Linked DNA regions of Sus scrofa: all the other regions are linked to region 2. The links are chromatin contacts, called in public HiChIP or PLAC-seq maps. All regions are on one chromosome and are shown on one strand. The core of a region is the stretch at or near the end of the contact, and the rest is flanking DNA. Distances in the headings are between cores, read along the strand shown. Region 1 holds the start of SYDE1 (rho GTPase-activating protein SYDE1). Region 2 holds the start of CYP4F55 (cytochrome P450, family 4, subfamily F, polypeptide 55). Region 3 overlaps NOTCH3 (neurogenic locus notch homolog protein 3).

What was found. HiChIP or PLAC-seq counts read pairs in DNA pulled down with a chosen protein or histone mark.
Region 1: a contact with region 2 is called in an H3K27ac HiChIP or PLAC-seq map of skeletal muscle. The contact joins the promoter of SYDE1 here to the promoter of CYP4F55 in region 2. A contact is called at or near these places in 6 of 47 Hi-C or Micro-C datasets (embryonic fibroblasts, mesenteric adipose tissue, omental adipose tissue and 3 more) and 2 of 2 datasets of contacts at active chromatin or transcription factors (alveolar macrophages and skeletal muscle).
Region 3: an H3K27ac HiChIP or PLAC-seq map of alveolar macrophages shows a contact between it and region 2. The contact joins the enhancer-like site here to the promoter of CYP4F55 in region 2. A contact is called at or near these places in 11 of 47 Hi-C or Micro-C datasets (alveolar macrophages, blood, embryonic fibroblasts and 7 more) and 2 of 2 datasets of contacts at active chromatin or transcription factors (alveolar macrophages and skeletal muscle).

The regions. Positions count from the first base shown.
Region 1 is chr2:62,452,668-62,455,367 of Sscrofa11.1, reverse strand. SYDE1 (rho GTPase-activating protein SYDE1) reads left to right here and starts at 1,424. Exons shown (of 8, transcript XM_003123426.4): 1 at 1,424-1,638. The coding sequence starts at 1,551.
Region 2 is chr2:62,069,637-62,072,336 of Sscrofa11.1, reverse strand. It overlaps CYP4F55 (cytochrome P450, family 4, subfamily F, polypeptide 55), which reads left to right and starts at 1,385. Exons shown (of 13, transcript NM_001244636.1): 1 at 1,385-1,507; 2 at 1,798-1,996. The coding sequence starts at 1,799.
Region 3 is chr2:62,389,650-62,392,349 of Sscrofa11.1, reverse strand. NOTCH3 (neurogenic locus notch homolog protein 3) reads right to left here. Exons shown (of 33, transcript XM_021083631.1): 28 at 2,535-2,619. Among named protein-coding and RNA genes, the nearest start is that of NOTCH3, 26 kb to the right of the region's middle. Within about 2 kb of position 1,294, at least 1 of the 83 cell types and tissues checked has an H3K27ac peak or open chromatin away from gene starts, as enhancers often do. A contact at or near this core is called in alveolar macrophages, where this site is marked.

The sequences.
Region 1 (2,700 bases), core at 175-2,674, 380 kb before region 2:
CACTCTGAATATTGCATGGAGATTGGAATATACAAGTGAGGCAAGTTAAATTTTCCAAATGGCTACAATAATATCTGCCATCCCACATTCTCTCACACAAGAATGTTACAAGGTCACATTGACACATAGCCCACTGAGAGAGGTGCAGCCTATGACCCCTCTCCTTGAATCTGGTGCGAGAAGTAACACAGTTTGGCACTCAAAGCTGATTCAGCAAAGGTAATGTCTTGTTCATTTTGGATTTTTTTCTGCCTTGCCTGTGGCATGCAGAAGTTCCTGGGTCAGGGATGGAACACACATCACAGCAGTGACCAGTCATAGCAGTGACCAGAGCCACAGCAGTGACAAAGCCAGATCCTTAATCCACTGCACCACCAGGGACTTCCTGCCTTGTTCTTTTTTTTTTTTTTTTTTTTTTTTTTTTTTTTTTTTTTAGGACCACACGCACAGCAAATGGAGGTTCCCAGACCAGGGGTCTAATCAGAGCTATAGCTGCCGGCCTACGCCAGAGCCACAGCAAGGCCAGATCCAAGCCCCATCTGCGACCTACACCACAACTCATGGCAACTCCGGATCCTTAACCCACTAAGCAAGACCAGCAATCAAACCCACAACCTCATGGATTCTAGTCGGATTCACTTCCACTGCGCCACGACAGGAACTCCCTGCCTTGTTCATTTTTGAAGCTTCGGTAGATAAGCAAGAAGCCCAAATACTCTTGACTATTGAGCTGCTCGAAGCCCCCAATTCACATGGAGAAGCATGTGTAGGTGCCCTATTCCACAACCCCTATAGAGGTCCAGCCCACACCTGGCATCAATTGCAAGATCTGTAAGTGAACATTTTTCCAGGTGATTCTGGACCCTCACTTGTTGAGTAACCCCCTAAACCTCAAAATCTTTCCAACTGAATAGAAACAATGTTAGCTCACATTTCTGACCCACAGCATGTGTGAGCATCATGAAACTCTGTTTCACACCACTAAGTTTTGGGATGGTTTGTTAAACAGCAGCAGTAATTGGAATTGCCGGGGGCCGGTTGAGGGGAGGAGAACTGGGTGGAGGAGACAGGCACCGCAATGGCATCAGGAAACTAAGGAAATGGCCATGTCTTCAAAAACTGAGAGGTGCCTAGGGCTTGCACCAGGCTAGAACAGTGGATGGGGGGAAAGAAAAGGGATAAGTGCCCGATGAATTTTGTAATAAACCCAAGAGAACTTGCTGTAGGCGGTCATCAACAGAAGATGGATACGAGGAAAGATGAGGGCCTGGTCCTGCTCTACAATATTCAGTTGGAGCCCAGGAGGCAGCACAGAGCCCCCATTCACTCCCCTCTCGGCCCCAGGCGACTGACTACATATCCCAGCATCGCCCGCTCAGGCCGCGGGAAGGGGAAAGAAAAAAAAAAAAATTGGGGCCAAGCATTCCCGGAATGCGCTTCCTGCTGCCGCTGGACTGGGGGCGGGCGGGGAGGCCCAGGCGGGGCGGGGAGGGCGGGGGGCGGCGCGGCCCGAGCCCGGGGCGCGCACTCCGCCCGGCCCGGGCCCCAGCATGGCCGAGCCGCTGCTCAGGAAAACCTTCTCCCGCCTTCGGGGCCGGGAGAAACTTCCCCGGAAAAAGTCGGACGCGAAGGAGCGCGGTGAGAGGGGAAGGTGGAGAAGAAGGGGCGCCAGACCCCATCTGGCCTGGGAGGGGGTGTCCCGAGGCCCCAAGGAGGGACCACTGAGGGGACTGGGGAAGCCCAGCGGAGCCCCCTGCGGGCCGGGGTTGGGGGCCGGGGTAAGCAGGGGTCCTGGAAGTAACGGGCTGGGGGGAGAGGGGGCGCGGACCGTTATGTGCGCCTGGCCAGGGATGCCAGCGCTGCGTGCTCCTTGGGAGGCCCTGGAGGGGGCCTCACCCCTGACAGGAAATGGGGCCGAGGCGGAGCGCCTGGAGAGTGGAGGGGAGGAGGAGGTGGGAGGCTGAGAAACTGGGGTTTAGTCAAGTCAAGCAGGGAATACCCTGAGCCCTAGAGACCTGGTATAGGGTTGCCAGGCATACTCTTGCAGAGGAGGGAGAGAGGCGGTTCATCAAGCATGGTGGCCACCCCCTACCACCGTCCTCCCCCAACCGCCCCCGCCCCCCGCGACCTATTAACCAGTGACTGCAGCTGAACCCACCTAAGGCAGCCCCAGGAAACTGTCCCCTTTATACAGATGGGGAAACTGTGGCACAGAGAGGTTGAGTAATTTACCAGTGCCAGTGAAGTGATTTAACAGCTCTTTGGACTATGCTACTAAATGAAACCTCCAAGGCTGAGTCCTGGGGAATAGAAATCTGAAGTGACCAGAGGAGGGAGTCCACAGGCAAGACCTTAAAGAAATGGGAGCTGTGTCAGACAGGAAGTCCCAGGAAGGAAGGAGTTAAAGGAGGGGGTGCAGAGGACTGCATGGATCTGACCTCCCCCCCAGCCCTTCCCAAAGATTCCCAAGGTTCCCAGAGCAAAGGGACAGGGGTGCCCACGCACAGAAAAACACAGGAAACAGCTCGAGATGTCAGAAAGGGGAAGATGAGGGGGGAGGGAGGTCAAGGCATTGACCATGGAGGCCTGGCCTGGGCTGAGAGACAGGACCCGCTCCAAAATGCAGGCAGAGTTTGGAACACAAGCAAGGAGTTGGGGAGTGACATGCTGCAAGTAAGGGAAAACACAGCAGGCACTCTT
Region 2 (2,700 bases), core at 136-2,635:
CTAGATGCTGCTGGTAATGTCAATGCCGCTGGTCTGAGGACCATATTTTGAGTGGCCATTTCTTAGAGCTCATGACTATAAAAGGCCCTTTCTTCCCTAAATAGTTAATGAGCATGCACTCTGTGCCAGGATTCACTTCTGCTTGTGCTGTCTTGTTAAATTACTTCTCTGTGTGGCTGGAGCGAGTCACTGAACCTTTCTGGACCTGTTTCCTCTTCCTTCCTTTTGCTTCTCTTCACCCCTATCTGGCTACCCCTGTTGCCTCTCACTTACCATAGCCCTGCTCCTGGCCCTTCTCTGAATGGACACCTCAGCAGGTGGATCACTTTGGCCAAGGAGGCAAAGAATCTGGGACAGGGCACACAAACTTGCTGAGGGCTTCAGGACCAGTCCCTCAAAAGCTGGATTATGTGGGCCTGGAAGGAATGGGGTAGTGGTGGCAGGAGAGGAAATTTGGGCATTTTCCAAACATTCTATTAGCTGCAGCAGGAATGTCTGTCCAAATCCTCTCACTTTGCATCTCCATCCTTCAAACTCATCCTCATCTTGGAGCCTGATCTTGGGGAGACCTCATGAGGGCTGAGATTACTTTACAGGGGAGTTTAGGACAGGATCTGGAGGTGACGAAACACATTTACAGCTGATATCCCAATTCCCAGACGGGAAGGCTGAGCCCAAAGGAGGTTGGCACAGCCTATAGTTAGAGTGAGGGCAGGGCAGAACTCCACTCAAGATCTCCCAGCTTTGCCTTCCCCTGTGTGGACCCTGTTCTCTCCTGACCCCTCTCAGCCTTACACCTCAAGCCTCCAGCTGTCCTCTTCTGACTGGGCCCTTGACCCCCTGAATCTGCTGTGGTAATCCCCAGCCAGGCTGGTTTCTCTTTTCCTACTCCCAGCAGTTTTATCCCAACCCAAGGCCTGGGTTGCTTGGAGGCAGGGCTTAAACTCCTGCCAGGCTGCGTGCCCTGGAGGCCAGAAGTTTCTTGCCTCTGGGCTTTCTGATTCTGTGCCAAGAAATGGTGCATGCTGCCCTTCTGGCCCACACGTGGTGAGAGCCACGGAGATGTTTTGGGACATGGTTTGCACCCGAAACACTCATAATTTTACCTGCTGTACCCTGGCCTTGGAAGGGCAGGGGCAGCTGTAAACACAGGGGCACAGAGTCACCTTTGTCCGCCTTCCAGCAAGCTGAGTGGGAGGTGCTGAGTCCCAAGAAGTCAGCATCTGCACCACGTGAATCTGAGCTGGTTCCTCTCTGGAGCCAGCTGCTCCAGGTTTCTAAGTCTTGGGCAGACTCCAGGTGGGAGGAGGCAGCCAGGCAAGCAGGGATTGGCTGACCCACTCAAGGCCTCCCCCCCCACCACCGCCACTCCCGACTGGCCCCATTTGGAAGTCAGGACAGGGAAGAAGACTCTCCAGGATGAGGACAGAAGAAGCTGTGTGGGACTAGTTGCTCCAGACAGAAGGTGCAGCGCTGGCGTTGGTGGGGCTGAAAGTTCTGGCCCAGGGTAGGGAGGGGCACTGCCCAAGGCAACTTTCCACTGATTCCAAGTGGGCATTTCTTCATTATCTTCTCTCTCGCCCTCTCCCTGTCTCTTTCTCTTCCTCTGGATTTTCCTGGGTCTCCTCCCCTCTCTGAGCCTCAGTCTGCTCATCTCTGAGTCCTTCCTTCCCCAGCACTCACCCCCTTGTTCCTCTCCCTGTATTTGTTTGTCTATTTGTCTCTGCCTCAGAGCTCACCCTCACTGTCCCTTTGCTGAGTCTCAGGAGCTCACTCTCCACACCATCTGCCCTACAGGATGCTGCAGCTGAGCCTGTCCTGGCTGGGACTGGGGCCTGTGTCAGCCTCCCCGTGGCTGCTCCTGCAGCTGGTCGGTGCTACCTGGCTCCTGTCCCGAATCCTGTCCTGGATCTATGACTTCTATGACAACTGCTGCCGCCTCCGGTGTTTCCCGCAACCCCCAAAACGGAACTGGTTTTGGGGTCACCAGGACCTGGTGAGTGTGGGCAACAGGATGGGTCTGGGGAATGATGGTGTGTGGACTTCCTGAGGGGTCGGGGATCAGGCTCAGGGAGGTTGGGGTCTGAGGTTGAGCTGGGGTCTAGGGCAGCAGAGAAGTAAGGGAGAGCATTTTCCTCACTTCTCCACTGGGTCGAACCCTCTCCTCTCTGTCCACTCTATGCCCCAATATTTTCATGGTTCATAGTCTTCCTCACCCAAGGCCAGTTTGGGGTTATGTTCCTGCCCGTCTTCCCTACACTGGTGCACATCTGAGGAGCTCTCAGAATGGGCTGGAGAGAGCTGGGTCCTCTAGTGACAGAATGGGCTGCAGAGAGCTGGGTCCCCTAGTGACCCCATGGTGTCCACTGCTGGTCTTGAGGCCTCCTCAGGGCCACTGTCCAGGGTCTGTCCCTGCCTGGCCCATCTCTTTTGGTTTCAGGTCAGTGTCTGCTCCTCTCTGGGCTTCTGCTTCCCAGAGGAATCAGCTATGACTTCCACCCCTCTTATGCCCCTATGGGGGTACAGCAGGAGCTGAGGAGATGTGTGGTCAGTCTCTCCTCCTCCTCCCCTTCCTCTGGCGTCTGTCTCTTCCAAACTTGTCTTCCACCCTCAGGATATATCAGTGGGCCTCTCTGCTCAACTTGGATAAAAGTGGACCCTTCCCTCTTTCAGAAGGAATCACTCGGACCTAATGGCCAA
Region 3 (2,700 bases), core at 45-2,544, 320 kb before region 2:
ACACTAGACAGGAACACACCTAAAATGAAGTTAAGAGAACAATCCTATTGACAACAGTATGGAGAAAAACAAAAAATTTTAAGGAGTTCCCACTGTGTACAACAGGACCAGAAGCATCTCTGGAGCACTGGGACACAGGTTCAATCCCCAGCCCAGCACAGTGGGTTAAGGATCCTGCCTTGCCAAAGCTGCAGCGTGGGTCACAACTGTGGCTTAGATCTGATCCCTGGCCTGGGAACTCCAAATGCCACTGAGTGGCCGAAAAAGAAAACAAACAAACAAAAAACTTTAAAATTAAATTTAACAGAAGAAATGCAAAGCTTGTATTCTGGAAATTACGAACTATTGATAAAAGAAATGTGGGAGTAGAGGGATCCTGCAAGGATCAGTATTAATCTGGGAAAGGAAGGGAAGGTGAGTGGGAAGATGAGAAGTAGGGAGTTACCCTGGATACCATGAAGGCTCCCACCTGGTACCACAAACAAGAACATGAGGTATCAGGACTGAATAATCACACACTTGTGTATTGATTTATCCTCAGGAGCCCAGCACCTGGGCCCCTCGCAGGAGCTCAATACATTTCAGACTCATGGTCCACAAGAATGAATGATGTTATCCAAACGAAGTGGGATATTCCTAACTAGCCTGGCTGGACATTTAAGAGCCTACAGACAGAGAGCTTGATCAAGCCAGACCTGAGCTTACGAACCCAGATGGGGAGATGAAATTCACAAAAGGGAAGATCCAGGTGATGGACAGCTAACCAGAAAGGGGTCCTGGAGGATGGGAGAGCCTTCAATGTTGATTTGATTTCTGACACTGTCACTTAATGGGCTTGTGACCCTGGGCAAATTACATCAGAACTCTGAACTTCTCATGATAATGCAATCACTCTGCAATGCTAAAACGCCATCATAAACATTATGCACCATATACTGAACGCCACTTTTGGATGAGAAAGGGAGAAAAAAGCCTGGGGCAAGCAGATTTCTTCAGTTGTCAATTGTAATAGATGTCTCCATTTCAACAAACATTAAAATATAGGCAGGCCAGAAATAGCTAAGAATGGAGATGTCTATCAATAGCTGCTTTATGGCATCCTCCTAACGATGAAACAAGTTGCTTTGTGTGTTTTCAAGACATTCAGCAAGTATGAAAGTAATGCTAGCAGGAGCCTGTTATGAATTGTGTTCCCCCCCAAAAAAATATGTTGAAGGCCTAACCCCCAACATGACTATATTTAGAGATAGGGCTTTTAAGGAAGTAATTAAGATTAAATGAAATCATAAGGGTGGGGTTCTATAAGAAAAGGAAGAGAAGAGTTCCCCTTGCAGTTTAGTGGGTTAAGAGCCCAACATAAGGAGTTCCCTTCGTGGCTCAATGGTTAATGATTCTGACTAGGATCCATAAGGATACAGGTTTGATCCCTGGCCTTGCTCAGTGGGTTAAAGATGTGGCATTGCCATGAGCTGTGGTGTAGGTCGCAGATGCAGCTCTGATCCCAGCAGCTGTGGCTCAGATTAGACACCTTAGCCTAGAAACTTCCATGTGCCACAGATGAGGCCCTAAAAAGCAAAAAAAAAAAAAAAAGAGCCTAACATAGAGTCCATGAGGATATGGGTTCAATTCTCAGACTCCCTCAGTGGGTTAAGGATCTGGCATTGCCACAAGCTGCAGTGTAAGTTGCAGATGTAGCTCATGGCTGTGGCAGAGACTAGCAGCTGCAGCTCCAATTTGACCCCCAGACTAGGAACTTCCATATGCCACAGGTGCGACCATTAAAAAAAAGGAAAAGGGAAAGAAGAGGAGTTCTCTTGTAGTGCAGTGGATTAGGGATCTGGTGTTGTCACTGCAATGGCTGCTATGATGCAGGTTCAACCCCCAGCCTAGGAACTTCCACATGCTGTGGGCATGGAGAAAAAAAATTTCATTTGGAATAGCATAATGAACTAGTAAATATCCAGGAATAAATCTAACAAAAGATATGGAGAAAATTATAAAATTTTATAAAAAAAATAAGAAGAAGAAGAAGAGATACCAGCATTCTCTCAGCATCCACACACAGAGGAAAGGCCACGTAAGGACACAGTGAGAAGGCACATTCTACATGCCAGGAGAGCCCTCACCAAGAACTAATCCTGCCAGCACTTTGATCTCGACCTTCAAGCCTCCAGAACTGTAAGAAAATAAGGGTCTGTTATCTGAGCCACCCAGTCTGCGGCACTTCATTAGGGCAGCCCAGGCTGAATAGACAGGGCCCACAGGTGTGGTCCTAGGATAGGAAAAGATGAGCTGGGAGCACTCTCAGGCGGGGCACATAGGACAAAGTTGGATGCAGCAGAGAGAAAGCAGAATCACTGTCTGGGCCAGGAGATCCCCTCTGGGAAGACCCCAGGCTGGCCCAGTTAGAGGAGCAGGATGGGGTGGGTACCATGGCTGTTCTCCAGAGCCAGGGACAGTGGACATTTCCCTCCCTCTCCCGCTGACCACTGGGCCCCCACCCAGGACCCTGAGGGCAGAAGAGGGGACACAACCTTCAGTCGTTTGGCCTCTGGGCAGTCTGTGTCCATCCAGTCTGTGGCCACCTCCCCCATCAGACTCTCACCCTTGGCCATGTTCCTGTGGGACAATGGGAAGGGGGACAATGGGTGAGTAGGCACGGGGGGTGGGATGAGTCCAGTGAGGGGAATGTAGGATGAG